Regions from separate parts of the Mus musculus genome. Here regions 2, 3, 4, 5, 6 and 7 are each linked to region 1. The links are chromatin contacts, called in public Hi-C, HiChIP or PLAC-seq and promoter capture Hi-C maps. All regions are on one chromosome and are shown on one strand. Each heading gives the region's core, a stretch centred on a gene start, on an enhancer-like site or on the middle of the called end of the contact. The rest is flanking DNA. Distances are from core to core; before and after follow the strand shown.

The links. Promoter capture Hi-C pulls out the DNA fragments that hold promoters and counts their contacts. HiChIP or PLAC-seq counts read pairs in DNA pulled down with a chosen protein or histone mark. Hi-C and Micro-C count contacts between places; a contact is called where the count stands out from the background.
Region 2: a promoter capture Hi-C map of stem cell-derived epiblast-like cells shows a contact between it and region 1, with 4 times the contacts expected there. The contact joins the enhancer-like site here to the promoter of Dnajc27 in region 1. A contact is called at or near these places in 3 of 39 promoter capture datasets (embryonic stem cells and stem cell-derived epiblast-like cells), 2 of 15 datasets of contacts at CTCF or cohesin (embryonic stem cells and pro-B cells), 5 of 484 Hi-C or Micro-C datasets (the C10 cell line, the HPC-7 cell line and embryonic stem cells), 4 of 115 datasets of contacts at active chromatin or transcription factors (embryonic stem cells and epiblast stem cells) and 1 of 9 other capture datasets (adipose tissue).
Region 3: a contact with region 1 is called in a Hi-C map of uterus, with 8 times the contacts expected there. The contact joins the enhancer-like site here to the promoter of Dnajc27 in region 1. A contact is called at or near these places in 15 of 39 promoter capture datasets (the 3T3-L1 cell line, the C10 cell line, the HPC-7 cell line and 7 more), 1 of 15 datasets of contacts at CTCF or cohesin (pro-B cells), 6 of 484 Hi-C or Micro-C datasets (Sertoli cells, cortical neurons, ganglionic eminence and 3 more), 5 of 115 datasets of contacts at active chromatin or transcription factors (bone marrow-derived macrophages, embryonic stem cells, large pre-B cells and 2 more) and 3 of 9 other capture datasets (adipose tissue, embryonic stem cells and pancreatic islet).
Region 4: an H3K27ac HiChIP or PLAC-seq map of microglia shows a contact between it and region 1, with 6 times the contacts expected there. The contact joins the promoter of Itsn2 here to the promoter of Dnajc27 in region 1. A contact is called at or near these places in 7 of 39 promoter capture datasets (the 3T3-L1 cell line, cranial neural crest, frontonasal cranial neural crest and 3 more), 5 of 115 datasets of contacts at active chromatin or transcription factors (the NIH/3T3 cell line, astrocytes, effector CD8 T cells and 2 more) and 2 of 9 other capture datasets (adipose tissue and liver).
Region 5: a contact with region 1 is called in a promoter capture Hi-C map of pre-B cells, with 4 times the contacts expected there. The contact joins the promoter of Dtnb here to the promoter of Dnajc27 in region 1. A contact is called at or near these places in 16 of 39 promoter capture datasets (the 3T3-L1 cell line, 3T3-L1-derived adipocytes, the C10 cell line and 10 more), 4 of 484 Hi-C or Micro-C datasets (CD4 T cells, CD8 T cells, cerebral cortex and 1 more), 2 of 115 datasets of contacts at active chromatin or transcription factors (large pre-B cells and stem cell-derived neural progenitor cells) and 2 of 9 other capture datasets (adipose tissue and liver).
Region 6: a CTCF HiChIP or PLAC-seq map of CD8 T cells shows a contact between it and region 1, with 5 read pairs. The contact joins the enhancer-like site here to the promoter of Dnajc27 in region 1. A contact is called at or near these places in 10 of 39 promoter capture datasets (the 3T3-L1 cell line, the C10 cell line, the HPC-7 cell line and 5 more), 2 of 15 datasets of contacts at CTCF or cohesin (CD8 T cells and pro-B cells), 2 of 484 Hi-C or Micro-C datasets (pro-B cells and uterus) and 5 of 115 datasets of contacts at active chromatin or transcription factors (bone marrow-derived macrophages, large pre-B cells, memory CD8 T cells and 2 more).
Region 7: a contact with region 1 is called in an H3K4me3 HiChIP or PLAC-seq map of the SCID.adh cell line, with 7 times the contacts expected there. The contact joins the enhancer-like site here to the promoter of Dnajc27 in region 1. A contact is called at or near these places in 10 of 39 promoter capture datasets (the 3T3-L1 cell line, 3T3-L1-derived adipocytes, the C10 cell line and 6 more), 2 of 15 datasets of contacts at CTCF or cohesin (the NIH/3T3 cell line and pro-B cells), 14 of 484 Hi-C or Micro-C datasets (B cells, the C10 cell line, the HL-1 cell line and 10 more), 19 of 115 datasets of contacts at active chromatin or transcription factors (the 230-238 cell line, the SCID.adh cell line, cardiomyocytes and 8 more) and 2 of 9 other capture datasets (adipose tissue and liver).

The regions. Positions count from the first base shown.
Region 1 is chr12:4,080,659-4,083,860 of GRCm38.p6, forward strand. It overlaps Dnajc27 (DnaJ heat shock protein family (Hsp40) member C27), which reads left to right and starts at 1,916. Exons shown (of 7, transcript NM_153082.4): 1 at 1,916-2,215. The coding sequence starts at 2,129.
Region 2 is chr12:4,394,930-4,397,749 of GRCm38.p6, forward strand. All of the region lies in intron 2 of Ncoa1 (nuclear receptor coactivator 1), which reads right to left. Among named protein-coding and RNA genes, the nearest start is that of Gm51963, 63 kb to the right of the region's middle. Within about 2 kb of position 1,447, at least 10 of the 459 cell types and tissues checked have an H3K27ac peak or open chromatin away from gene starts, as enhancers often do. A contact at or near this core is called in stem cell-derived epiblast-like cells, where this site is marked.
Region 3 is chr12:3,758,015-3,761,031 of GRCm38.p6, forward strand. All of the region lies in intron 15 of Dtnb (dystrobrevin, beta), which reads left to right. Among named protein-coding and RNA genes, the nearest start is that of Dnmt3a, 47 kb to the right of the region's middle. Within about 2 kb of position 1,592, at least 112 of the 459 cell types and tissues checked have an H3K27ac peak or open chromatin away from gene starts, as enhancers often do. A contact at or near this core is called in the HPC-7 cell line, adipose tissue, bone marrow-derived macrophages and 6 more, where this site is marked.
Region 4 is chr12:4,591,455-4,594,395 of GRCm38.p6, forward strand. Itsn2 (intersectin 2) reads left to right here and starts at 1,554. Exons shown (of 40, transcript NM_001198968.2): 1 at 1,554-1,778. Gm3625 (predicted gene 3625) reads right to left here and starts at 2,277. Exons shown (of 1, transcript NR_169069.1): 1 at 1-2,277.
Region 5 is chr12:3,571,093-3,574,333 of GRCm38.p6, forward strand. Dtnb (dystrobrevin, beta) reads left to right here and starts at 1,299. Exons shown (of 18, transcript NM_001162465.2): 1 at 1,299-1,555.
Region 6 is chr12:3,738,928-3,741,720 of GRCm38.p6, forward strand. All of the region lies in intron 12 of Dtnb (dystrobrevin, beta), which reads left to right. Among named protein-coding and RNA genes, the nearest start is that of Dnmt3a, 67 kb to the right of the region's middle. Within about 2 kb of position 1,319, at least 127 of the 459 cell types and tissues checked have an H3K27ac peak or open chromatin away from gene starts, as enhancers often do. A contact at or near this core is called in CD8 T cells, the HPC-7 cell line, bone marrow-derived macrophages and 6 more, where this site is marked.
Region 7 is chr12:4,547,374-4,550,206 of GRCm38.p6, forward strand. No RefSeq gene overlaps it. Among named protein-coding and RNA genes, the nearest start is that of Gm46332, 21 kb to the right of the region's middle. Within about 2 kb of position 1,463, at least 28 of the 459 cell types and tissues checked have an H3K27ac peak or open chromatin away from gene starts, as enhancers often do. A contact at or near this core is called in the P5424 cell line, the SCID.adh cell line, adipose tissue and 2 more, where this site is marked.

The DNA of each region.
Region 1 (3,202 bases), core at 666-3,165:
CTCCTCCTCTCCTTCTCTCCCTGCATGGGTACCCTTTCTCTCTTTCTCTTACCCCTCCCCTCTCTCTCCCCATGGCGACTTCCCTGGCCTCCTTTCTTGGGGCCAGTGAAGTCACCTGCCTGAGAGCAGCTTCCCAGTGACCCTGCCTTTAATATATTCCAATCTGGTTTGAATTGGCTCATTTCACTAGTAGCTGAGAAATAACAGATCAGATGGTGCCGAAACACAGCAGTTTACATCTCCTACAGTATTTCCCAGGGCCACATATTACATTGTTATGCCAATTATTGGAAAAGGTTCTATCTTTTTTTTCTTCAAAAAAAGCATTTAATATTTTAAATTAAGCATGCTTGAAACTGACTTAAAGTAACTACTGTCATCCACTGTGTCTTCCCAGACTTGGTTTAAGATGTTTAAAGCCCTGTGGGAGCAGAAACCTTCACCTTGGGATTACTGAGAAATTGTCAGCCATCTTTGTCAATCTCTGTTTACATCTGTAACTGAAATTATTGACTAAAAGAATAGTGTGTCTGTCAGACTGACTTTCATTCTAACAGTTGCTTTCCATAAGAAGTTATCGTAAAATTTATGATTCTACCTTATCTACCTTATCTTGTCAGGTAAGGGGAAAGGGAACAAGATTCTGGGTTAAGCCTGGATGTTGGCAGCTGTGAGAATCCCACACCATCACAGAGCTGGACAAACCTTAAGAACTATCCAGCCAGTCTTCCTCCTGAGGATGGGGGCCATTAGACTGATGCCAGAGAGGGAAAATTAACACACACACACACACACACACACACACTGCCTCTGCTCCAAAAGGCAACTCTGGTTTTCAACCAGGAAAGAGTCTTGTTCAAGGTCCTTTTCCAGAACCAGGGTCAGACTCCCAATTCTCATCTGATGCTACCTTCTTCGATGAAGCCTTTGCAGGCTGTCTGCAGATTGAAGCAACCGTCCATTAAGAATAATCAGGGGAGGGGTGATTATGTACTAAACAGATACTTTTTTGTGTGTGATTATTCCCTAAAGGACAACAATATAGACTAACAACTATTTACATAAGAATGATATTTACATTGTAATAGCATTTACTTTGTATTGAGTAGTTATGCTGGCTTTCTTGGGTTTTGGGTAGAAGCCAAGAAACTCACTTCTGTAAGAAAGCAGGCTGAACGGAGCCATGAGGAGCAAGCCACTAGGCAGCACTCCTCCACAGCCTCTGCATCAGCTCCTGCCCCCAGCTTCCTTTCCTATCTCTCCTGTCCAAATTTTTTTTGATGTGTAAGCCAAGTTAAACCCTTTTCTCCCCAAGTTGCCTTGGTTATGGTGTTTCTTCACAGCAACAGTAACCCTAAGACAGTGGGGCAGATAATGTGAGATGACACAAGTAGGCTGAGGATGTGCATAAGTTACATAAAGCTTTCTACACATGTACAATTTATACATAAAGGTTTTTATATATTTATTTTGAAACAGGATTGCACAATATAGCTCCACCTGGCCTTGAACTCATAGAGATCCGCCTGCCTCTGCCTCCTGAGTGCCAGAATTAAAGCGTGCGTTTGCTCGGATACCATCTTTAGGTGACTGGGACATCCGCAGAATCCACTGTGATCCTGGGCTCAGTCCTCTGCAGAAACTGTAGTCTGCAGTCACTGTACTGACGGAGAGGAGGATGGCAGCAGAGGCACCCATCGGTGAAGATTCCAGGAAAAAAAAAGCCTTTGGCATGACTGGGCCTTACACTAAATGTCAAAAACTCCCCGTGACAGCCGCTCTATTTCTGCCACCATGTACAGACCAATCTTGATGCCAGGCAAAGAAACCCCAATCGCCTGCAACCGGGCCGCACTGGCCCAACAGGACCCCAAGACCCAGTCCTCCCGGGCCCCGCAATGACGTCACGGCGCGCAGTCATCGCGAGACTCCGCTCGCCCTCCGCGGCTCGCCGCTTCCCAACCGCCCTCGTCCGTCCGCGGCCAGGCAGCGGTGGGGATGGCGAGCCGCGGAGCCAGGGTGGTGACGAGCACAGCGGCTCCGTCATTGGGCGAGGAGGCCTGAGGGACTCCAGGCTGGCTGGGTGCGTAAGGACACCACAACCCGCGGCCCCGGCAGAGCGAGGGCGATGGAGACCAACGTGCCGAAGAGGAAGGAGCCCGCCAAGTCCCTCCGCATCAAAGTCATCTCCATGGGCAACGCCGAAGTGGGGAAAGTGAGTACCGCGTGCTGCGAGGGCAGGACCTCCGCGTGCTGTGAGAGCGACATTCCCATTGGCTAGGAGAGCCGCCACTCAAAAGCTTGAAGCTCCGCCTCCTCTCTGCTTAGTTTAGCATCCTGAGCTCACTGGGGCTTGCGGCCTCCAGAGGAAAACTATCTTGACCTTTTTGACCTTTGGGCTGCTGGCTCTTTACTGACGTCACTGTCCCTAAAAGGTGTCAGGGTGGCCTCTGATCTTTGATTGTAATTTGAAGGTAGTAATTAGATTCCGATGTCGAATGATCAGTTTACATACCAAATCTGTTTTTCCCCTGAGAGGGGACGAGGTCCTGCGGGTTGGGGAGAGTGGTTGCCAGCCTTGCTGTTTAAAGAGATGCCAGGGAGGTGTTAGATTCTAAAAAATGTAGCCCTGAACAGCCTGGAGTCTATGTTCCCACCACCAGAGCACAACAACCTAGTGTGTTTCAGGGGACATGCACTGACAGCCCTAGATCTTGTGTTTTTAATTTTTTGTATTGTCACGTCCATTTTTCTCGGAGGAGTCTTTTTTTTTAAAAAAATACCATCTTTCTGAGTGTATCATTTCTGTATCATTTGCTGCTTATTAGCTACTAAACTTCCTCTCATCTGGGAAGGGAGGCCTTTCCTAAATGAATTTAGATGCCAGTTACTCGTTTTCTTCCCTTAACGTTGGGAAACTGTTGGTTAAGAATTCCCAAGGTCGACAGACAGGGAAGGCATCCGAAGTGGAGTCTTCACTAAACCAAACGCAGAAGACCTCTAATGGGAGCGTTTGCATACTACTATGTAAGCCAGTGCTCTGTGCTAGAAGATGCTCAGGAAGTGTTTATTGCTGTTATACAATTTAGCGTGCTCCCGTTCTACATATGGACCTTCATGTATGTGTTAACAAAACAGTTGCTGAAGATTAACATTTATTGACTATTGACTATTTTCCAGCTCTGTTTTACAAAGGCAGGAG
Region 2 (2,820 bases), core at 197-2,696, 310 kb after region 1:
CCCAGCACTCGGGAGGCACAGGCAGGCGGATTTCTGAGTTCGAGGCCAGCCTGGTCTACAAAGTGAGTTCCAGGATAGCCAGGGCTACACAGAGAAACCCTGTCTCGGAAAAAAAAACTAAAAAAAAAAAAGCACTTACTGACTTTTAGCCATCTCCTACAATCCCCATTTTGTTCATTTTGAAATTGGCTGTTTCTTTATTATAGAGGTTTGAGAGTTCTTTGCATGAGTTTGATACAAGTCCTTACTAGGTATGTCATTTGAAAATACTTTTCAGTCTGAAGATGGTACTTTCATTCTCAAAATGGTGTCTTTTGTAGCAAAAGCTTTTAATTTTTATGAAGCTCAATCTGCCACTCTTCTTTAACAGACCACACTGCTGGTTTCTTGTCTAAGAACTCTGTCCTACCCTTAAGCTATGAAGGTTTGTTTTCTACCTAAAGCTTTATGAATTCACAATTTACATTTTTAGACATAGAATGTCCTTGGAGTTAATGCTTTTGTAAGGTACGAGTACAACCACAGTCCATTTTCCTCATTAACAACAAAGGGTTTATTCACCTAGAAAAGCTAAGCCAAGGTCAAGAAACAGGGTGATCTCTATATTAAAGAAGATGACTTAGAGAACTGTGGGGGAGGGGAGATATATTAGCATTTTCTTTAAAGAGTGATTTTTCCCTTGAAATGCTACTTTGTTGAGGTAATAATTTCAAAATGCCATGATCAGAAAAAAAGCAAATTAAATATTTTCTGAACATCTGTCATATTCTTTGGCTAGGGCTGTATATTCAACCCATATGTTCCTATGTAAAAATTTTTACAATAAGTAACTTGTTGGCATTATTTCTGCTTTACAGAGAAAAACACTGAGCATACACAGCTCAAATGGTTTTATTTTCTTCTTTAGTCATATTTTCCTAATTTGTCTTTAAAATATTCTCATTATGAAAGAATGAAACCATTTCTGGAAAATCTCCACATAGGTGAGAAAATTAGTAAATCCTGCTACCAAGCTGCTGCAAATACATGACTGATCCGGGAAGGGTCTGCGAGCAGCAGCAGCAGCAGCAACAGGAAAGTGGTCCAGAACACAGCTATGAACACAGCTGAAGCAGATGGAAAACACAGAGCTTTAGCAAAGAAACAGAACATAGTTACAAATGGATATTTCAGAAGTAAAAATACAATATTCAAAATTAAGCTTACAGGATTAACTTATTAGCAAATGAAGATTCGTGAAGAATGAAAAGTGAACTTGAAGACAAATCAATAGAAACAATCAAATCTGAAAAGACACATAATCATGGGAGCCACAGGAAGTGAAGAACAATTAGAGAAATACATCATTTTTTTGTCTTCAAAGTTCCAAAAGGAGAAGAAAGAGAACGGGCCATGTTTCCCACCTGCTTCCCTTTACAAAACTGGACTATATCCTCCCCACACCCCACTGTGCTGAGTCATTCTCTACTGTTTTTCCTGCCTGCCTCCCTTTACAAAAGTGCCCCCTCCCCTGCTGTGCTACATCATTCTCTTCATTTCCATATTACATATTCTGTGTAATCCATAACTGTAAGTTCCAGGGCTCTTCTAACTGCAGTGAGCTCAGTGCTCCTCAGACGAAAGGAGCATGACCGAGCGCCAGAGCTCCGCTGCCTCTCGGGCTTCCCAGGCTCCCTGAAGGAAGGACCGACCAGGTCTCACACCAATCTGTTTCTCGTTCTTCATAAGACTCAATTACCAACTTGCAAAACACAAGAAAATCAAGAAGAGGGAAGACCGATGGGTAGATACTTCATTCCTCCTTAGAATAGGGAACAAAATACCCATGAAAGGAGTTACAGAGACAAAGTTTGGAGCTAAGACGAAAGGATGGACTATCCAGAGACCACCCCACCCGGGGCTCCATCCCATAATCAGCCACCAAACCCAGACACTATTGCATATGCCAGCAAGATTTTGATGAAGGGACCCTGTTATAGCTGTCTTGTATGAGGCTATGCCAGTGCCTGGCAAATACAGAAGTGGATGCTCACGGTCAGCTATTGGATGGAACACAGGGCCCCCAATGGAGAAGCTAGAATAAGCTCCCAAGGAGCTGAAGGAGTCTGCAGCCCTATAGGTGGAACAACAATATGAACTAACCAGTACCCCTAGAGCTCGTGTCTCTAGCTGCATATGTAGCAGAATATGACCTAGTCGGCCATCACTGGGAAGAGAGGCCCCTTGGTATTGCAAACTTTATATACCCCAATACAGGGGAACGCCAGGGCCAAGAAGCGAGAGTGGGTGGGTAGGGGTGGAGGGAGGGTATGGGGAACTTTTGGGATAGCATTTGAAATGTATATAAAGAAAATATCTAGTAAAAAATAAATAAATAAAAAGTAAAAACAAAAAAAAGACTCAATTACCTGAAGTTACATATTTTACATTCTTTATCTGTCTCTTCCACTAAAAAGTCAGTTCTATGAAAGCCTGGACTTTATAGATTCTGGCCTCTCTTACATGATTTATGCTTACTTTCATATTTGGTAATGGATAACTGAAAACTACTTCCTTGGGAATTCAGTTCTTAAAATGAAAATTTGGAAGAAGTGTGATTTCACACACCATTTTAATGTTATCTAAGTAATTATTACACAATAAACATACCCAATTTAAATGTACAGAACAAAGAGTTGTAACCATAAAAAATCACCCATGTGATTGCTACCATGAACATTCCCATTAGCTCACCAAAATTCATCTTCATGATTCTTCATAATCTAGCAAGTTCTGCTTCAACATATAAAAAAATAAGTCCAGAATGACTTTAATGAGAAA
Region 3 (3,017 bases), core at 342-2,841, 320 kb before region 1:
TAAGTGAATAAATAGATAAGCACACCTTATTGAGGCCTTGCCTTCAGCCCCAGCCACTCTCTCAGCACCTTGAGTGACCTTACCTAGCAATCCTTCTGTCTCTCTTCCCTCATTCTCTTTTCTTCTCTTTCCTCATGGCTTCTTCAGATCAGACTGCTCACTCACCCCGTAGTTTAAGAAGCTCATTCCACTAGACTGGCTGATTTAGGGTTAATCATGACCCAACCATCATGAGTCTGTAATTAAAGGACCTTGCCAGCTCTCTTTACTGTTGTGTTTCCAGTCTCTAACCCAGCCTGCTGCACTGCAGATACTCAATAAATATTTGCTGAGGGAAAACCACCATTAGCAAGAAGACTGCACAAGTTAATCATTGTATTAATTGTGAGGAACATAACCAGTTCACGTGCCTGTAGCAGCAATTCTGGTCCAGCTACTCTCAAGAAATAGGCAGATCCATTCAGGAGACTGAGTTGTGACGAAGAAATCCTCTTTACAAGGAGTCAGAAAAACAAATTTCAGCTCTGTGTGGTGGCACACACTTTTAATCCCTGCAATGAGGAGGCAGAGGTGGTGAATCTCTGTGATTTAGAGGCCAGCCTGGTCTACAGAGCAAGTTCCAGGACACCCAGGACAATATAGACTCTTTCTATAAATAGATAGGTGAATAGATAGATAGATGGATGGACGGACGGACGGGCGGGCGGGCGGACAGACAGACAGACAGACAGCAATGACTATGTTCATCTGGATACAGTCCAGATCACTCCAGATCTGGAAGGACTAAACATCCCAGCTCCCTTAGGAGACATCTCAGATGTGTATTTCCCCCCAGTATAACATATCATATCACTTCTGGATATATGGATCTATCTCTCTCTCTCTCTCTCTCTCTCTCTCTCTCTCTCTCTCTCTCTCTCTCTCTCTCTCTGGCCTTGAACTCAGAAATCTGCCTGCCTCTGCCTCTCTGCCTCTCTGCCTCTCTGCCTCTGCCTCTCTGCCTCTGCCTCTCTGCCTCTGCCTCCCAAGTGCTGGGATTAAAGGCATGCGCCACCACCACCCGGCACTTCTGGATCTCTTAAGGCTCAATTAAAATTAAGCTGTCCATGTATGTGTCCATGGCCTGGGGTCCAGCTTTCCATGAAGGATTTCTATGCTCCTCTCATACAGCTCCCATGTTTCTCACCCCATAACAGAAGCCTGGATCGACTTCCAACACAGCCAGGAGTTACATTGACTCTGACTCGCAATGCTCTGCCACATATATCAGAGTCTGTTTAATGCTCAGTCTGTTAGAGCATTCAAAAGAAACGAACACAAATTCCATTCTCAAATAGTAGGGACATAATTTTCTGGTTAGTAGGAATGTAACTTCTTGGTTGGCACAATGCCTTAAATATGGAAATAGAAGTCAGATCATTGTCATCCTGAGCCTCAGTTACACTCCTGCCTCCTAAGTCTGCAAAACCTTGGCTTTTGGTGAGTGGATGAATTGATGTACTTCAAGGTAACCCCACAGCCTTTGCCCTGGGCCTCAGTCTCTGCACGCACAGCTGTCGGCTGGATCCAGTGGCCTGCAGATGGCGTGTGGACGTCTACCCAGAGTGCATGTTTATCCCTCTTGCTCCTATGCTCCCTGCAGGGCCCCAGCAGTTCCTTGTTTTGGTTTTGGTTTCATTTTGTAAAAAGAGGAAATATAATTATGTTCTCATAGAGCTCTGTGAACACTGGCAGGAAGTTTTTAGTGAGAATGATTAGAAAGGAGAAATAATTCTTGGATCTGAGGGGTATGCCTCTGTTTTGATCATTCCATAAAAGACAAGCTAAGAGGCTTTCTTCTATCTTATTTCCATCATATACTGTATTTCTGTATTTTGCTTTCCTGACTGTAATGTGTATATGATATGAAAACTGTTCCCCATGTTCCCTAGGAAACTCACACACACTAGACTAGAGAAATCCTCCCGAACACACACTCTTTCCAGAATGCTACCTACTATCCAGATATCATTAAAAAACAAAAACAAAAAAACAGCCAAAGACAAGACAGAGTAAGCCATGGATTCTAGATTTAGAACCCCAGAATCTGGGAAAATAAATGTCCCTGCCAAGAAAACAGTGGAAAGAGATTATTCTGGGTTAGGTGTGGTCTTGGCTGTAATATTCTTGGCCATGTTACAGAGAAATACCTTCTAGATACCTAGAACTGTGCAGCTAAAACTCCAGCTGATCTAGCCAGGCAGATATGGGTTGGAATCACCACTGGCTCAGAGGTGCTGAGCACCATACTCTCTGCTCCTCTAGAAGAGGGGCCTGTGCTCTCAGACACAGAGCCATCTCTTCAGCTCCAGGAGGAGTGTTACTGAACAAGGTATTATCATAGAAGTGGAATTTCAGTTCGCCTTGTTGCATTCTAGACTATCACTGATTGGTAGGTTTGAGCTCTCACCCTCTTACTGACCTAGCCTTACCTTTTTAACCACGTCCTCCAGGTCCTATCTAGTCTTGTTTCTTATGTGCAACCTGAGTATTTGGTACTGTCCATGAGACACTTTTCTCTTAGTGAGGTTTCTGACCATTTATCTGAGAATTGGTTTTGGGGACCCAATGGAGAGACCATCTTACATAGGGGTAGCCAACCCAGGAAAAGACTGGAGAATTCTAGTCTTAGAATGTATGAACTTTCTTAACTAAGATTTTATATATCAACTTTCTTTTTGTTCTTTGAGTTTATTGTAAGTCATAGTACGTTGTGCTTCGTTCCAGAAATTCAATATGCTTTCTTCTTTGCACCAAGAAAAATAAACACCTTGCCTTCTACCCTTTTGAGTCCAGAAGTTCGTCTTAGCTTCTATATAACAGTGATTCAGGTAGAGACAAAATCATGATTGAAAGCCAAATGCACACTACTACCCCCTCCCAATACTGTTGATTCACTTAGAGAATCTTGGCAATCCTAGAAGACCGCATAGGTCTCTGCAGTGAGACAGGTTATATATGGGTCCTGAGTTTCCCAT
Region 4 (2,941 bases), core at 304-2,803, 510 kb after region 1:
AAAAAAACCCTAAAACCAAACAAAAAAAATCCCAAGTTGTTGACTTAGTGTTTGGGATACTGCAGGCAGACATACAGAACTCCAATTTCTGATAGCTCTGCAGTTTCTTCAAGGGAGGCCTTTAAATGCACCTGCGTCCCACCGCCCTCCTCTCAAGGATCCAGCAACCTCAACAGAAAGAAGGCAAGGTGAATGTTACCAAGTCCCGAACACCAAAATGCAAGCCAAGGGCTAATTGAAGAGTTAAGAAAACACCGTGAGAGCAAGAAAACCCTGTTTATCACCATCAATGTTTGCTAAATTCCTCCTAAGAGTTGGTTGTCCAGTTCAGTTGGCCCTGAGCATCTCCGCAATCTCTTTCAAGTCAGACTTTCTATCTGCATCAGCCCCAACAGGGGTCAGTGAAGCCTGGGGTCATCTGATCTACACATATCTCTCACATTTCAATTGAAATCATAGGGATACTAATGTTTGAAAACATCCATTTATTTATGGGATTTTTAAAAAACAATTTTTATATAGCCTAGACTGACCTCAAATTCACAATCCTTCTCAGCAGTCAGACTGATGCGACTCGTTCTCTGTGTGCAGGGGTTACAGGCACGCACCAGTTTACGTTATGAGTTTTGCATCTCAGTACACTTCCTTCCATGGAAACCTTACACTCCCATTTTGCCCATTAGGGACCATCATTTCCTCATCCTCAACCTTAAGAAAGCTTTTTTTTTGTCCAGGGGGTGCTGTTGCCTCTGTCAAACAGCAGATAAAGAATGGTGATTTGAGTGAGGAAACCACAGAATAGAAATAAGTTCTAAGTATGAGTTTCTCCTATTAGATGGGTAAGGATGTTTAGCTTCTGCAAGCAGAAAAGTCCGGGACGGTCTTCCTGTCTGTCATGAGCTTGCTCTTGTGTGTGAACAGAGGGATGCTTTTTCTCAGTCTCTGTCTCTGTCTCTGTCTCTGTGTCTCTGTCTCTCTCTCTTTCTCTCTCTCTCTCTCTCTCTCTGTGTGTGTGTGTGTGTGTGTGATGGTGAATGGACAGCTAACTCTTGGGTGTGGTAAAATCCTTTAAGGAGAGTCCTTGAGAAGGATCTGCAGCAAAGGTGGAGGCAACTCCTTTGCACCTCTAACTTCCCCATTCTCAGGAAAGGCTTGCTCACATGTTAACGAAGAGACCTTCAGTGAATAAGAAGGTTCCAGCTTGAGAGACAGCAAGCTCCATGTGTGGTCCAACGGGGATGTCCTGGACATCTCTTGGCCCTTTCCAAAACCTTAGGGTCCTGTGGCAGGAAATGTCCCACCCAGTCCCCGGCAAGTCACCTCGAAGAGGAGGAGCCAGGTGGGGGGTCTTGGCAGCTCCTGGAAGGGCTGTCAGCCGCGGAGCTTCGGGACCTGGCGGGAGGAGAAGCATTTCGGCCCACGCCTTCCACGGTTCCGGGGGCGAGGAGGAGCGCCACGCAGTGTCACGCTCCCCACGGTGAGGAGTAGGTGTCCCGCGGCTAGGCGGGCGGGCCGTCACTGCCCGCCCGTCGCTCGCCTCCCCGCCCCCCGGCTTCCTGCGGAGGCCGCGGCCGCCATGTTGTTGTGGGGCTGAGGCGGCGCCGGCTGAGAGCCCAGCAGCCGTGACAGGCTGCGCAACAGGTTCGCTGCGGCCGGCCTGACGACTGACCCGGCGGCGGCGGCCGCGGCACGGCAGGGTCTTCCCGGAGCTTGGCCGCGCCCACGCGCCGGTGTCGAGGAGCGCGCGGGGTCGCGCCGGGACGTGCGCGAGGCGCCAGGTGGGTGAAGCCGCCCGTCGGCGCGGCCGAGGGGCGCGGGGCAGGTGCGGCCGCCGCCGCCCCCGGGGTTCCACGGGCCGGGCAGAGGGGGCTGCGCGCCGCGCACCGCCGGGTTCAGTCCTCGGAAGCGCGTGCGGCCCCCGCCCTAGGCCCCGGCCGAGGACGGCCGTGCCGGGCGGAAACCTCCGGCCCCGGGGTTCCTGCCTCCGCCGCGGGGCGGGCGGGCCGCTCCTCTCAGAGGCCGGGAAGCCCGGGCCCCTTGCCGCGGCCTCGCTTGGCAGGTGACGGCCTCCGCCTATCGCTGGTGGCGACCGGGTTCCGGGCTTTCCTTAGGGGCATCTGGGCTGGGTGCGCGTTGCCTTGGGGACCTATTTTATTTTGGCTTAGTTGACTTTTCTTTTCTTTCTTTCTTCCTTTCTTTTCTTTTTCCTCCTTGGTCAGGGTTGCTGCAGAGTGTCAGGTGAGCCGCATCCCGGTGCGTCAAAGTAGCCGGAGTCACGAGAGGACAGTGGGCGGATGCTTGGCGTCCACTGCTCGCGTTATAACAGCTAAAGTTGAGAACTGTTAAGCGCTGACTTCTGCATTATGCATTTCTAGGGTATATATAGGAAGCACAGCGAGGAGTCTCTGTAGCCAAAGTTCACTGCTTATTTAAGGGAGAAGAGGCACCTACAAGTGCATAGTGAGTAGGTAAACCGAGGCTGCAAGTTTCATTCTGCTGAAAGACACTGTTTGCAGGTATTGGTCATGCTCTGTGTTATTCAGTGATTGTCCGTGGCAAATACACTCATTTGAAACTTGCATTCATAACGAACAGGAACATTTTGGATAGACCCAGCTACTTTACAATAGGAATTCAAGTTGACACAGAAATTACTGCCGTACTCCGTGCTTCTTGTCTGTTTCACGGCGTTTCCTACTTCCTCAGGGGACGCAAGGTGTCACTTGGAATTTTGTGTTGTTAGCTTAGTTTAGGTAGTACAGACTGGAGGCCAAACTAGGTGCTTAAGCCTTTGAGAAATTGCTAACTTCCCTTTCACGGTTTGCTGTATTGTCATCCAGTGCTAAAACCTAAAAGCAATCTAGAAACATGGCCTACAACATTTATACAAGTTGATGGGAGGCCTGCAAAATTCAGTTATGTGCTTGCCATTACGTTGGCG
Region 5 (3,241 bases), core at 49-2,548, 510 kb before region 1:
TAAGTTATCAGCACAGCACTGCCTTCACCATGGGAATTTAAAAATAGATTGTGAGAAGAGGAGGAAAAGGGTGTCCTAGAGGCAGGCTGCCAGTCTGATTGAAGCAGGTGGCATGATCTGCCTTTCCATAAGGTGCCAGAAGGCTTCAAAAAGCATCCCTAAAGCACACAGGCCTACTGCTGCTTTCCTTAACATGTGCACATCCACACGCACCAAAAGTCTAATGGATCATGCCGCTGTCTTAAAGTTGAGGGAAAACATTTATCTTTTGAGCCATTAAAAGAAGACTTTGATGTCCCTAGAGAGTTTGGAAAAGCTTCTATAAAAAATGGCAATATGAGGGGCTGGAGAGATAGCTAAGTAGTTAAGAGCACTTGCTATGTTATCAGAGGACCTGGGTTTGATTCCCCAGCATCCAGGTGTCATTTCACACTCTTCTGGCCTCGGGGTGGCACTCACAGGGTGCACACACATTGCAGCCCAAACACTCATACACATAAAATAAAGTCCTTTAAAAAAATGATATGAAGCGGGGGGGGGGGGGGGGGGTAGTGGCGCACGCCTTTAATCCCAGCACTAGGGAGGCAGAGTCAGGCGGATTTCTGAGTTCGAGGCCAGCCTGGTCTACAAAGTGAGTTCCAGGACAGTCAGGGCTACACAGAGAAACCCTGTCTCGAAAAACCAAAACCAAAAAAAAAAAAAAAAGAGTTGGTAATGAATAAATAAATAAATAGATGCTAGATAAATAAATGAAGCTTTGTCGCCCCTGCTCCGTTGCTCAAGCTGTTTAATGTCTAAATAGTCCCACTTTTAGGAACTACTGAACAACTAAGCGGAAAGTAATGTCTCTCCTTCATCCTCTCACCGCATCCGGCTGTGGCTTGGCTTTGCGCAGGGGACCAGACTCGGTCCTTCGCAAGGCTGCTCTTCTCCCTAAGTTATGCATTCTTGGGGACCAGGGGCCGTGACCCGGATCGTGTCCATCGGGCACCAGGCGCGGAGTCAGGGCTCAGCGAGCCTGCTGAGGCAATGTGGAAAGTCACTCGGGGGAGGACCCGCGCTCGAGGCAATGATTCACCGGGTGTTTCTTCGCATTCCTTAAGGTGCAGTCACGTCGGCGCAGCACGCAGCCGCCCGGCAGCTACCTGTGGAGTGGAAGGGCAAGTCCACCTCCACCTCCGCGGCCGGCGCACAGCAGAGGCCCGGAGGGGGCGCGCGAACCCGCGGGAGGGCACTCGGCCGCCTCCCCGCCCCCTCTCGCGGCGGAAGCCCCGCCCCTCCGCGCGCCCGCCCTCCGCGCGCACCCGCCCTCGCCCTCGCGCCCTCGCGCCCTCGCGCCGGGGGCGGGCTCGCTGCGCGTGCCGGGCGGGGAAGCGGCGCGAGCCGGCGCCGTTCCGTTCGCCGCGGGGGCGGCTCCGGGGCCTGAGTGGGCGCCGCCGCCTCAGTCGCTGCTTGCTGCTTCAGCCGCCTCAGCCGAGGGGGCCGGGTTGGAGGAGGCTGCGGCCGCCGGAGAGCCACGCGACGGCCCCTCAGCTCCGGCCGGGAAGCGAGCCAGGTGGGGAGTCCGCCGGGGCTGGAGGAGCGAGAAGGAGGGCTGCGGGGTGGCGGAGTGCGCGGCCCTGGAGCGGCGACCCTTGGGAGACAGCACGCCGGGCCGGGGAGGGCTCTCCGGTCACCCGCGCGCGCGGGGGCCCGCGGAGCGCAGAGCCGGGCTGCGCGCGCTGCTGATGCATCCTGAGCCCGGCTGGCGGGGAGGAGGCTCCGCGTTAGGTGCTGAAGGGGGCGAAGGCGGCAGGTCCTGGCAGAGGGCAGGTGAGGTAGGCAGGCCCTGGCAGAGGGAAGGGAATTCATTCCAGATCACCTCTCAGTGTCCCCCGAGGCTCCCGGTAGACGAACCTGTCCACCCAGGTCACCCCTGTTGGGCACAGTGTCCGGAGAAGAGGGAGGATGCAGCTGACGAATGCTTGCTGTTAAATTTCTGTGCCAGGCCTTAGGGAATCAGGGAGACCTTCCAGCATTCTCTGCAAGCGTTTATTGATTAGCTACGGAGCAGGAGAGAACCGCGGTCAGCGCCTGGGTCACGACTTTATCACTCTCAGCCATCTTTTGCTGTTGAAGTGCTGACAGTTCGGCTGTGAAAGTATGCACACAAAATGTAAAGTGCTCTATTTCATGTTTCCTGTTCTGTTCACTTCAGGTCCCTTTAGGATTTTCCCAGCCCTGGGAAACTGGAGCCGTAAGTTGCTTGGTTTGTGGAGAAAGTAAGATAGTTGAGGAAAGCTGGTGGGAACTATTGAGAAGAGATTTGAAGGATCTTACTGACATTTAAAAGAGGGGTGGGGAGGGGGAGAAGAAATCTGGAAGAAGAATCTTGCCTTCCCAGCTAGAATTAAGCTCCGTGCCTGTTTTCTGTTCAGTCCTCCGGATGTGGCCTGGATCCCAGCAGCCCTACAGTGGATGCCCACTGCAGAATGGATGGAGGAAGCAGGGGCTTGAGTGTCAGTCTCTGTAGAGTTAGGGATGATCGCTGGACTTCCTTTGGTCCTCGGATTCTCTTTTTGCCTCTTCAGGTAACCCAGGCACTGGTAGGTTAAAACAGTGGCTTAGGTGGCAGACTCCGGTGGCCTGTGGCCACTCTTCTTCATCCACGTGGTTCTTGCATGTTGTGCACCAGGAGCTTAATCTCTGGGTGGTGCTCTGGTCTTTTCTCTCTTTGGCTTTTTTCTGGTCGTTTGAGGAGGATGGGAGGGTGCTTTTGCTTAGAGAACACTTTATAATTTCTGTCCTGCCTCTCGGATCTTGGTTCTGAAGGGAGAGAATGCTTCTTTCTGTCTCTTTAGTTCTGTAAGGGCTGGACTTCTGTCCTCCACCTTGCCTGGACTCTCCAGTCCCAGGCTGCTGCTTCCTTTCCCTCGCTTGCAGTGCCTGTTGGATTACTTTGCTTGCCAAAGTAAAACTTGACCTTTTATGTGTTCTCTGAGGATTTTTAGCAGACTTAAGTGGAGCTACCTCTGAAGGGGTTGTGCAGTCAAGGTGGTGCTGGCAGAGTCTTTATGTTCACTGAATTTTGCCCAGGAGACAGAATTTCTACTTAAAGTATTAGCGTGCAGAGGATTTCCGTTTATCATTTATTTCATGTCTTGGATGTTAACATAACTGACTCCTCATATAAAAAATGAGAGCAATATTAATCCAGACTTGTCATTGCATGTATAATAAGCCTTCATTTATTTTATTTTAA
Region 6 (2,793 bases), core at 69-2,568, 340 kb before region 1:
GATGCTTGCTAAGAGTAGTGCTAATGGCTTACACTTACTGAATATGCACTGGGTGGAGGTCATTCTTCTAAGTGCTTTGCATATCTTAGCTAATTGATTATTCAGAACAGTCCTGTTTCCTGTGGCCTGAGAGATAACCACCCATCGTTGCATTTTTTGAGTGGCCCGTCTGGATGAGGGATGCCCTTTTTATCTCTCAAGCACTGATAATTTAACTGTTGAAGGTTAAGGTTCTGGAGGAAAGAACTGAACAAAAAGCAAAAGCAAAGAATAAAATGAAAGGAAGGATGACCTAGAATCAAAACCATGGACTCTCAGACACTAACCAGGAACAAAGAACCAGTCCATCCCCCAAGCCCTGGCATCTCTTGTAAGTGGAAGTGGCAGAGCTTAGAGGCTGGTGCTGGAGAGGAGTGAGGCGGGACAGAAGCAGCATGTCAGATTTGACAGTTAGGTCTCTTGTTCGTTCGTTGGTTCGTTCATGGCGGGTGGGGTATGCCAAGGCTGCTGCTTTTCCCCAGACAATCAGATCACATATGTGACTCAGATGCTGCAACTCTGAAGGCTGTGGAATGGAATAGACTAGGAAAAATACAGAGCAGTATGGAAGAGCTGGTTAAATCTTACACATGCCCTCGGCCGGTCATAATTGGTCAGGTAATTTTAGAATTCAGATTCATGAGTCAGTGAGTTGAGATGTACTGCACTGTGGCTGAATCCTAATAAGTGTGCTTAATGCTCTGAAATAGCCCCATTGACCTTACATGGCCCTTTAAAATTCTGTAAACAAGAGGCAAAGCCTTTTCACCCTGGGGTCCTGGTCTCCTTTGCCATGAACCCAGATAAGGATGTTTGCACCTGCTGGTTTCCATTGCCTGATGTTGAATTGTCATGAAAGTGATGGCAGCTCAGAAAGGGTCCCTTTCATCTTGGTTTACTTTGCTAACTATCAGGCCTCTCTGCACTCCTCTTCACCTAACACAGAGCACCTAATCCTCTAATCGACCTGTGACAAGTGCTTTGCATCCAGTGAGGGTAGGGCACCACGAGCTTATTTATAGGCTGCTAGATAGGCTTCGAATCGATTTTTCTCAGAGACCTTCTCCCACAGAGGGACCATTCAGTCATTTGTACCTGCAGCGCACGCATACCCTGTGAGTGCCTCTCCTGTAGACACTGAGCAGCTTGGTGCCCAGCAGACCAGGCAGTGCCTCACGCTGACCCTTGAGGAAAAGCACTGCACCTCTCACAGATGGGCCAGGAGGGCTCATTTGTTTCCCTCGAGTGCCTAAGTTTCTTTTTTAAAAAAAGGAACCGGAAACCCCTGCAGTGTGTGCTGAATCATAACAGAGATGGCAGATTCTTGCTTCTCGAGCCTTAACCCGTGAGCACCGGACGGGATTTTTCTTTTAAGGGTTTCTCACAGGAAAAGAAACCAAACTACAACAACAAACAAACAAACAAACCCTAAAACTCTTTACAGGAAAGGTAAGCTGGGGAGGCCAGCACTACCATTGTCAATCTGCCTCAGGTTTAGACATTTCCGAGAGGCTGTCCCCACAGCCACACCAAACCTTCATAGCATCGTCATCGTGGTTGCTTGAGGCACACTGTCTCAGGAACATCCTCATGATTTCTCAACCTTTAGGGGTCCACGGTATCTCAGCTGGGGTTTGGATACATGTAGCGACTGCAGGCCCCACTAAAATAGTCACTGCATAATGTGGTCATACATGAAGCACTTTAAACTATGGAGGCTTTGCTTCTGATCTACTGAGCCACAACCTCTGGGTTTAGGGCCCAGCTGTCTTTACTGAAGGAAAAACACAAAGGGAGGAAATTCACAGCGTTCTGATTTACAGTCAGCCTGGGAAGCACCATCTTAAACAGTATTATTGGATTCTGTGGTGAGGTTAATAACCCTTAGCCTTCACTTACCCTCTAGGAGGTTAGATTGTGGGCAGACCGCCCAGGGATGCACAGTGTAGTGCTCTCAGGGGCATCTCTGTAGACTCCTCCTGTCAGATTCATAGAGGTCAAAACCACTGGTCTCTCTTTCAGGAGGCTGCAGAAATGCATACTGGGCTACATCCGGCTGACTGTTGACTTGCCTTGGATGTGTATTGTCTATCCAATCCAACTAAAGGGATCTTGTATCCGGTAGCTGCCAGCTGTGTGAGACCCCTAAGCCTGAAAGGATACTACTGTGAGATGCACCATCTCTCTTAGGATTAGAAGGGCTGCAACATTAAGTGGATCCACTCTTCATTCCCAAATGGGGTCCTCATTCTCCAGTATTAAACCTTTCTCCCCCTACTCCATAGGGCTTTGCTATGTAGTCTAGGCTGTAACTGGCTTATTCTGTAATCCATTGTGTGTGTGTGTGTGTGTGTGTGTGTGTGTGTGTGTGTGTGTGTCTGTATGTGTGTGTGTGTCTGTATTTGTTCTTGATGAAGACATCAGTCCCTGGAGCTTGAGTTACATATACGAGCTGCTCATTGTGGATGCTGAACTCCAATCCTCCTAGAAGAGCAGCAGGTGCTCTAACTGCTGAGCCATCTCTCCAGCTCCCTGCCTGGGTGTTTACCTGGTACTCAAGGCAATTCTAGTGGATAGATATGATTCCTAATATGATTTTGTAAATGAGAAAAGAGGCACATTAAAGTTGCTAAAGGTCCCCAGCCAGTGCTGAGGGTAAATGTAGGTTTGCATGTATCAGTATATCACAGATCGCTTTTCATTATACAGCATTGGTGTTGTAACATACACATAACCAGTGTTTTGGTGTTTGGT
Region 7 (2,833 bases), core at 213-2,712, 470 kb after region 1:
GAGCCGGGCGTTGGTGGCGCACGCCTTTAATCCCAGCACTTGGGAGGCAGAGGCAGGCGGATTTCTGAGTTCGAGGCCAGCCTGGTCTACAGAGTGAGTTCCAGGAGAGCCAGGGCTACACAGAGAAACCCTGTCTCGAAAAAAAAAAAAAAAAGAAAGAAAGAAAAGAAAAGAAAGTATGTTACCAGACTATCAGCTCTCAGACTATCATCATCGCCATAGCGATTGGCGGGCTCATATCCCCTCGGGAACACTCTAGCAGGTCCTACACGTTGTGGTGCAAGATCCCAGCACCCACCGCCACTTCTGAGCGGCTCCATTTGAAACTCTTTACCAGAGCAGAGGCTTTGCTCCGAGCAGAAGTTCTGCGCCCAAGCCAGGCATAAAGCCTGGGCGAAGTAGCCGTCCTGGGGAAGCAAGGGTTACCACAGGAGGGGGCCTTCGTGGAGGGCAGTAAGAACAGCTGTCTGTGGGCAGCTGGAGCGGGGATAATTGGTGTGCAATGGAAATCTAGTAGGAGTGAGGGTCTGCCAAAACAAGCAAGGGACCCCGAAGGAGAGTGGAAAGGATACAAGAGAGAATTACCCCAATCACTCCATGTTAATATATTAAAGAAATTGATGTTTCTGGATTTGACATGTAATTTCAAAAGGAAAGAATAATTGCTTTATTCTTCAGAACAAAAAAAAAAAAAAAAAAACCTCCATAAAATGAGCTTTATGAAGAAAATTTTATCCTGAGAGTCACTGGGAATATGATTACTCTTCTAAAAGCATGTCAGACATAAAAGACGTGCTGAGAACCAACTACTGTCAGTTCTGGATGGAATGTCTAGTTTGAAAATGATTTATTCTCCATGTAAGGCTCTCTCTCTTCTGTAATATGTAAATTAGAGGTGGTTCGTACAACCCGGTGAGAGCTAGAGTAAGAAGTTTGGCTTCGAAGCAGTGACTTTTAAAAATAGTTTTATTGTTAATCTCAGTATTCATCAAGTCTCTGATGGCAGGGAATTTAGTTCAATCATTTTTCTAAGTCACTGCAGAGAATAAGTAAGTATTATCAAAGGAAGAAAAACCATTTCTGAATCGGCCTTGGCTCACACGTTGGCTTGAGATCAGGTATCCAACGTGAGCCCCTCTGGCAGGCACTACCCATAGCCTAACCCAAAAGCTCTTTCCACACCTTTCTTGATTAAAACAACAGCAAACACAAAACATTAAATATGTAAATGAATGTCTTAATTTCTCTGAAGTGCTGTACGATCTTGGTAAACCACGGCGCTCCTCTTTCTCTCTGTCCCTAAAAAGGGACGTGTAATGAAGTTGTCCGTGAATTCTGCTGGTAGCCTCCATTTTTCTTTCTACTTAGGGAGACTTAGAATTAAGAGAAAGCCCCTTTGCTCGCCTTTCCTCCTTCCTCTTGGCTCCCTGAGGCGCTAATTTGAGCATTGGCGCCATCTTGTGACAACAACAGGAAAGGTGAGAAGAGCCAGCCAGCCCGGTGCTTCTAGACATCTGAAATGGCACATTATGGGTGGGGCCGAGCCATCTTTAGCTGCACATTGTGTTACTTTCAACCCAAATAGTCCTGAGGTGACATCTTCTCAATTTTTTTATTTGAGGTCGTCATACTAAAAAAAAAAATCACACAGTTAAAATTTGAGGTTATATACTTGCTTTGTAAAAGCTAAAACAAAGGAGCAACTCATTATTGAACAGGTGTTTCTTTTAAGAGTTAATTATTTCTCCTAATTCCATAAATGTATATAATGAATTTTTACCTCATTGTCTTCTCTTGTCCCGTTCCCCCTTTCTTTTCTAGGTCCCCCTTTGTGTTTGATGTGTCTGACTGCCTTTAAGTAGTGTTGCTTGAATGAGCATCGGTGAGGGGTTATATATTACCAGAACACCAGCAACTTACCTACTCCAGAGAAGCAAACGTCTCTCTTATGCCATCAACAGGTCATCTTATAGCATCAATAGGTCTAATGGATCTAGTACGTCTTTCACCTACCCATGTGGGAACATTGGTGGTCTTTTGCAGGCACCGATGCTGGGGGTGTCAAGTTCAGAAGACTGGCTCCTTTCTTTCCACTCCTCCGTCAGAGGTGTCCCCTGAGCCTCAGAGGTGGCACTGTCTCACTGGGGCTGATCCCTGAGCGTATCTGACTCTCAGCCCTTTGACCAGTCATGAGTTTCTGAAGTAACTGTCACCTATTGCAAAAACAAGCTTCCCTGACCAAGGCTGACAGTAGCACGACTCCATGGACAAAACCTAAATATTGAAAAGGTAGTCTGATGGGCACAGTAGGCCTGTTTAGTAAATTAACAGCCACAGTTTCCTTGGTTAGGGCCTATGGTCTCCCCAGCCATGGTCTTACTGATCAATTTTATAATATTATGCAGGAATGCCTCCAGAATGCAAGCAGAAAGTGGTTGGTTACCCTCTAAGTAGCCATGCCATTATTATACTGTTTGGCACACCCTGCCTGGTGAGTTGTACATTGCAGGCCTTACAGCTGAGTAAGATTGCTTATGATTTTTCTTTCCCAGTCACCCAGATTTTGCATCTGCAAGCACTTGAGAAGCTAGCTACTAGGGAGGGACCTTCTAGCTTAGTCCCAGCTTGATTTCTCTCCATCCTATGGGCGAGATATGTGTGCTCTTAGCAGTAGGGGTTACTGTCTAGTTCTCATGGGCAACCAGTAGTGTCAATAGCTGGATTGTTTTGGGGGCCCTGGCATTTTAATTTAAAGGCCATAGCTTTCTGGGAACAATGTTACCCATCCATGCAAGGCCCCCTCATTCAAACGCCTGTTACATTAGTTTACAAA